Linked DNA regions of Sus scrofa: region 2 is linked to region 1. Evidence: chromatin contacts called from public HiChIP or PLAC-seq data. All regions are on one chromosome and are shown on one strand. The core of a region is the stretch at or near the end of the contact, and the rest is flanking DNA. Distances in the headings are between cores, read along the strand shown. Region 1 overlaps THSD7B (thrombospondin type-1 domain-containing protein 7B). Region 2 has its middle 27 kb from the start of DARS.

What was found. HiChIP or PLAC-seq counts read pairs in DNA pulled down with a chosen protein or histone mark.
Region 2: a contact with region 1 is called in an H3K27ac HiChIP or PLAC-seq map of alveolar macrophages. The contact joins two enhancer-like sites. A contact is called at or near these places in 2 of 2 datasets of contacts at active chromatin or transcription factors (alveolar macrophages and skeletal muscle).

Annotation. Positions count from the first base shown.
Region 1 is chr15:15,550,980-15,554,608 of Sscrofa11.1, reverse strand. The region is part of intron 2 of THSD7B (thrombospondin type-1 domain-containing protein 7B); the gene reads left to right. Among named protein-coding and RNA genes, the nearest start is that of THSD7B, 58 kb to the left of the region's middle. Within about 2 kb of position 2,033, at least 7 of the 83 cell types and tissues checked have an H3K27ac peak or open chromatin away from gene starts, as enhancers often do. A contact at or near this core is called in alveolar macrophages and skeletal muscle, where this site is marked.
Region 2 is chr15:15,781,198-15,784,826 of Sscrofa11.1, reverse strand. No RefSeq gene overlaps it. Among named protein-coding and RNA genes, the nearest start is that of DARS, 27 kb to the left of the region's middle. Within about 2 kb of position 1,741, at least 16 of the 83 cell types and tissues checked have an H3K27ac peak or open chromatin away from gene starts, as enhancers often do. A contact at or near this core is called in alveolar macrophages and skeletal muscle, where this site is marked.

The DNA of each region.
Region 1 (3,629 bases), core at 784-3,283:
TGGGCTCCCACGCATTGCCTTCCTCCACCAAGTGTTGGGGGTTGAGTGAGGAGGGGTTAGCTTCTATTCTCGGTCTCAAGAACTATAACCGGTTCCCCAAGATAAGAGAAATGCAAATTGAGACAATGAAATACCACTCACATCTACCAGATTAGCAAGAATTAATTGAGTCTGACAACAACAGGGATGGTGAGATGTGAGCATAAAGGAACTCTGGTGGGAGTGTAAATTGGACCAGTCTCTTTGGAGAACAATTTGGCAATATCTGTTGAAGTCGAAGATGTGTTCCTTCTATGAAATATCAATTCTGCTCCTGGGCACAGAGCCCAGAGAAACTATCATATATGTGCACAGATTTGTGTTTGTGTGTTTATGTTGTTTATGTGTATGTATACATATACACATATACACACACATGTACATATATGTACATATATATATACACATACACAAAAGGATATCGATTACACAGCCCACAAAGTGTGGTTTATGGAATGTGTTAGCAGAATTGAATACTACACTATGCAGAAGTTAGTACAAGTGTCCTAGGCTAACTTGTGATCAAAATATATAAATTCTGGAGTTCCTGCTGTGGTGCAGCGGGTTAAGAATACAGTGGCAGGAGTTCCCATTGTGGCTCAGTGAAATGAATCTGACTAGTATCCATGAGGATTTGGGTTTGATCCCTGGCCTTGCTCAGTGGGTTAAGGATCTGGCACTGCCATGTTCTGTAGTGTAGGTTGCAGATGAGGCTCGGATCCTCTGTTGTGGTTGTGGGCTGGCAGCTACTGCTCTGATTTGATACCTAGCCTGGGAATTTCCATATGCCCCAAGTTTAGCCCTTAAAAAAAAAAAAGAATCCAACTGAAGCAGGTGGGTTGTTTTGGAGGTGCTGGTTCCATCCCCGACCTGGCGCAGTAGGTTAAGGATCTGGCGTTGCTGCAGCTGTGGCATAGGTCACAGCTGTGGCTCAGATTCAATCCCTGGCCTGGGAACTTCCATGTGCTGTGGATGCAGCCATTTAAAAAAAATGTATAAATTCTAAAACTATGTTGAGTGAAAAAACAAGTTGTAAAATAACATGTGTGTGACATACATGTACGTAATATATAGAGAGGTAATTCATATTAAAATGTAAACAATATGATTTTTATTAACATATTCATATTTATTACAAAAACATACATGGGAATGATATAGGCCAACTTTAGGTTAATAGTTCCTTTGGAGAAGGAAAAGGGAAGGTTGAAGAAATGGAACTGTATCTGAACATTTTTATTTCTTTGAAAGGACAGAGAAAGAGAGGTCTGAAGAAAGTTTGGTGAAATATGCTTAAAATTTTAGGGGCTTATAAAAGTCTAGTTTATTATTTTCTTTATTCGGTATGATTGAAATGTTTCCTGCTTACAAATTTAAAACAATAAGGAAAAGATTTCTCGAACTTACTCTTGTCTTGGAGAACTGCCAATGACTTGAGGATTCACAAAAATATACTCTCAGGTGGGGACAAGGCTTTGGAGAACATCTGGTCAACCTCTGTCTGGTTCCAGATCTCCTTTATGACTTGCTTAAGGCTGTGTGAACACGTGCCCTGACATGGATCTCTGAGCACTGGAGCATCCCCCAAATGGAACTCTTGGGAAAGTTATTGCTTACATTTAACTCAGCCTTTCTGTTGGCATCAGGCCACTGGTCCTAGTTCTGACCCTCTACCCTCAGGTTCGCCACTGCAGCACGCCTTGGACCTGCTTGGAACCAGGCACTTTGGGGCCAGGCTTGCCGGGGAGCCCAAGAAGGAGAGGAAGCTGAGAGGCTGGAGGCAACCCCCTCAGCGTGCTTCTTTGGAAAGGCTGGCTTGGGAAGGGACTTGCCAGGGCCAGACCTCTGAGAGGAAGAAGCCTAGCTCTCAGGGAAAAATTCTGTTGATAAGCAGCAAACTGTGCCCTGCGTTGACGCTTTCCCAGGCCTCACTTCCCCAAATGCGGGCACGTGAACAGCTGCAGTGTCCTGGAGGTAGCACCCCAGATCTTTAAGGCCAGATCAACAGAAGGGCGGGATCTGAGTCAGTGACTCATGGGGACATCCAGCATACCCTCCTCTTCCCCATCTTTTGTGAAGTCAGCTGGAAAAGGAGGTCACATGCCTGATTCCCCTCTACCCTTGCCAGCCTTAAAAAGAAGTCTGGCTCCAAAAATAGCTGCTTCTGATTCTCTTGTCCCCATAAAATAGAGCCAAACTCTTGTGTCCTATTAAAATGGAGCCAAACTCAAGGCTAATGAACAGATAGAAAAATATAGGAAGAAATGAGATCCTATCCTCCATACAGCAAACAAAACTGTGACTGCCTTAATTTTTCCGGACTGTTGTCTCTGTACTTTTGGTAAGCTGGGTTTTTTTTTTTCTTTTTTTTTTAATTTTAATTTTTAAGTGGTTTAAAAAAATTTTTTTAGAAGAAGGTAAAGATTGGTTTCCAAAAAATTAGCTGCCAGGGTAAGATCTGGAATTAGCTCAACTTTAGCCTAATCTCTTCCATTCTAATTGGTTTGGAATGAGAAGCTTGAAATTGCTGAGGAGAGTTGTAGGTTCTTTCTCAGTGGTGGCCTCAGTGAAGTAGGGAGACGGTCCGGTGGCTCTAAGCTTGTCTGCTCAGTGGTCCTTGCCTTACCTGATCTCTAGTTACAGGTTCAATTCTGTAGATCAGTGATTGCCAGACTTTGTTGCATATGGGATCCCTGGGAGCTTTATGCAACGGGAGCCAAGTCTCAGGTGTACCTTTGACCAACGGAACCAGGATCTTTGGGAATGGGACCCAGGCATCTATACTTTTAAGAAACTCCCCAGGTGATTCTAAACAAGCCAAGGGTGAGAACCAGTGCTATGCCTTAAAACATCTGGGAGGTGTTCTTAGGGCCTTGTGAGAAAGCATGAACACCACAGATGTCATTGTTTTAAGAATATTGGAGTTCCCCTTGTGGCTCAGTAGGTTAAGAACCTGACTAGTATCCATGAGGATGTGGGTTTGATCCCTGGCCTTGCTCAGTGGGTTAAGGCTACGGCATTGCCATAAGCTGTGGTATAGGCTGCAGATGTGGCTCAAATCTGGTGTGGTTGTGACTGTGGAGTAGGCCGGCAGCTATGGCGCCTATTCAACACCTAGCTTGGGAACCTCCGTATGCTATGTGTGTGGCCCTAAAAAGACAAAAAAAAAAAAAAAAAAGAATGATATTAAGAGCACTTGAGGGCTATGTTAGAGAGGGTGTGGAAAAAGGGAGCCCTCCTGCACTGTTGGTGGGAATGTAAATTGGTGCAGCTGCTGTGGAGAACAGTATGGAGTTTCCTCAAGAAAACTAAAGGTAGAGTTATCATATAAGCCAGCAATCCCACTCCTGGAAGTATATCCAGACAAAATTATAATTTTAAAGGATATATGCACCCTTATGTTCATAGCAGCACTATTTACAATAGCCAAGACATAGAAACAACCTAAATGTCTATCAACAGAGGGATGGATTAAGAAGATATAATATGGGTATCTATATGAGATGGACTATTACTCAGCCATAAAAAGAATGAAATGATGCCATCTGCAGTAACGTGGAAGGACCTAGAGATTACTATACTAAATGAGT
Region 2 (3,629 bases), core at 492-2,991, 230 kb before region 1:
GTATTTATAAATACAGCTTTTAAAGTTTTTTTTTTGTGTGTTGTCGTTGTCATTATTTTTCCTTTATAGAGTACTCTCTGTAATATAGATTTCTAGCTCAGTCCTTTAATGAGGTCTATGACCTTGAGCAAGTCTCTTTATAATAATGTCACTGAACTTCATGAGCCTCAGTTCTAAAATGAAAGGTTGGACTAGTTAATCACCAAATTGTATCAGTCCCTTCAAACCGTCAGAGAAAAATTGAAATTCATCTGACAAGTTTTTAACTTGCACTAAAATTTTACAGGCGCAGGAATTTTTAGTGAAGCAGTGAATGCCAGGGAAGTGCTGAGTCAGCATAATACTGTCTGTTAACAGGGGAAAAAAAAGAATCAGGAGCTGCTATAAATCTGATCCTTTGGCTTCTTCTCCCTGAAGCAAAATTCAAAGAGATGATTATCTGTAACAAAAGACAGGATTCTTATTCCCCGCCCCAAATCTGTTGCTCAAGTCTGTGAGTGACTTCAGGACATTTGGCAGAATATTCAGTGTTGCATAGTTGAATCAGTCTCCGGAAGATCCCTGCACACAAATGCTAAGTTTAGGGCCAGTGAAGGGAGTGATTCCTAGAGGAAATAAACTCCCGCCTGAGAACAACAGCTGAAGTAAAATCCCATAAGCCAGGAAAACAGCCACACAATCACAGTAACAGGTGGTCGGTTTCAAAACAAATTTCAAGGTCTGACACTTGCGGCACCTGCTCTAGAACCACAGACGGCGGTGTAACTCTGTCTGGGTCCGAGTTAGGTCATCCCTGCCATGCTCGGAGGAATATTAACTACCTTTATTAGTTGAGCTAAGTCATGGTAGGTTAGGTGACTGTGGTAGTAACCCTTCTGTTCCCTGTCAGAATGGAAGAGGAAATGAGAGAATTTGGGATCCAGAAAGGAACACGGAGATTAACTAATTCTTTTTTTTTTTTTTTTGTCTTTTTGCTTTTTCTAGGGCTGCACCTGAGGCATATGGAGGTTCCCAGACTACGGGTCTAATGGGAGCTGCTGCTGCCGGCCTATGCCACAGCCACAGCAACATGGAATCCAAGCCACGTCTGCGACCTACACCACAGCTCAGAGCAACGCCAGGTGCTTAACCTGCTGAGCAAGGCCAGGGATCAAACTCACAACCTTTTTGTTCCCAGTTGGATTCATTTCCGCTGTGCCACGAAGGGAACTCCACCATTGCTACTCTTATGGTTAATTCTTCTTGGTAAGGGACAATATCTTAAGACATTTCTGTATCTCCTGCAGCTCCTTGCATAGGGTCAATGCTGACCATTACTTAACTTCAACGGAATTATGTTCAGGCAGCTTTGTGAAAGTCTATTGAGGAGCACCTGTATCAGAGCACCCGAGGCCTTGTTCAGTGTGAAGATTTCTGGACCTCCTATCCTGAGAAATGCTGACTCAGTAGGTTCAGGGTGGGGTCCAGGAAGCTACAACATTAGCAAGTGCCCCTGGTGATTTTAAAGCAGGCAGCAGAGGGATTGCTCTTGGAGAAGTCTACTCATGGGTCTGCATTACCAACCTTACTTTATGTTTGACCTTTAATCACTGTTAAACCAGCAACCCAAATCTGCCTGTCCCTTTGATGGATCCCAGATAAAGGTGTGTCAAAGAAGTCACTTGTTACGGTGGGGTGTGCCAGTCACCGCATCTCCCCTCACCACAACATATATTGCCAGTCACCACTTCTGCTGTTGCCACTCACCCCTAAGTTTCCCTTTGTCACTTCCCCTTGCCACCAACTGCCACTATTCCTCTGGTGCCTCACCCTCTGAGGCTGAGTCAGATCCACTGTGGAGCTCTTGAGGAAGCATGTGGGGAAGCACATTTTGGAAGACAGGCTGAGGGCCTTCTCATTGTACATTCACAATCCTATGTCTGGGAGCAAAGGAACACTTCTGATTCTGGCTTCTTCAAGGAGCTCTGCAAACCTGGTTAGAGAATTGGGCCTGTGGTTTGAATTTCCTGCCCCCTTTGATTTTACAATGAGTGGAAACTGAAGTTGAGTAACAGATCTCTTGCCCAAGCATTGAGGGCCACCACAAAGCATAGCGGTAGGGCAGGAGCTGATTGAGATGTGGTTGTTTCTCCTCCAGGCCAAATGTTTCTGCGTAGGGAATGCCAACTGCTGTCATTTCCAATGACAGCTCTTATAGTGTTTTTCATATATGTTGAAATTTATTTTAGGTGCCAAAGGATAATACTAAGAAAAACTATGGACCAGAGAGTTTTTCATAAAGCATACCCTGAAATACGCTTTGAGTTGAATATGTTTGAAATCAGTTTCCCTAAGACATTCACAGCATTGTTATTTGTAGTTCAATGTATTTTTCTATAGTGGTGGTTCCCAAACAGGCATCGGATTCGCCTGGAGGGCTGGCCCTCACAGAGTTTCTGATTCTCTAAGTCTGGGGAGGAACATTTCTGACAAGTTACAGGCTGCTGCTTCTGCTCATCCTGAGACCAAGCTTTGAGAAGCACTGCTCTGAGAAAAAGCAAAGTGGACATGCTTATTAGACCACTTGCTGATCTGCCTGCCTGTCTTCCTATATCAGAGTGGCTTATACAGTGATTCTCAGCCCTGGATGTCCATTAGAATTACCTGCAAACCCATTAAAACACAGGGTCTGGGGAGGATGCTCAGATCCTGCTTTAGACCAAATAAATCCACAGCTCTGGCATAAGGCTGGGGTATTTTTTTAAAAGATCCCCAGGTGACCCTGATGGAAAGCCAGGGTTGAGAATCACTGGCATATAGCAAACCCTGGCCCTATTCTGTGCTCACATGGGATTCTCATTTGACAAATATTTATTGACCACCCAATATATCCTGTAGAAAATGATAAAGTGTCTAAGAAATGGTCCCTGACCTCAAGCAGAGATAGATCACATACCCGGATATTTAAACAAAAAGCTGGTGTGTGGCGAGTGCCAATTAGAAGAATAAACCATTACAGAAAACAGAAGGCTAGATGATCCGGGGTAAATCAGTGCTGCATTGGAGCCTCACGTTGTTTGTGATAAGTTATGTCTGCCTTTACCACACAGGAAACATATCCCTTTGGTGGGGGAAATTGCTCATTTATTGGTTCATTGAGGATGCTCCATCTGATTCACCATGGTAGGTATGATTGAACCATGGAAATGATGGAACATTAAATCAATAGCTAGTCAGCTGGCAACTATTCCTTTGCTAAGTATGCTATTAAGGTTCTGTTTCAGAAGACCTGTGCTCGATAGAGGTGAATCTTTTCAGTGGAAAAATATAACATACGTTATGTTTAGAAGCTACTTCAGAATTCCTTAAATGTAGTTTAAAAATCCAAATTTATTTGTGACTTAAAAGATAAGTACCTTTAAAATATGTACATATTTATATCCACTGGAATACAAAATAATTTAATGATTCTGTGACCACAAAGGGGAGAGTTTCCAGAAAAGAGAAAATATCCTCTTTGGGTATAACTTGTGTATTAAGGGCATTATTTCATTGTGCTGTTTAATTTGGTTATATATTTTTTGAGATTTTGTTTTCACGTAGGGGAGTTTTTCTAAGAATGAGATCCCAGTGATGACCAAAGAAAATTG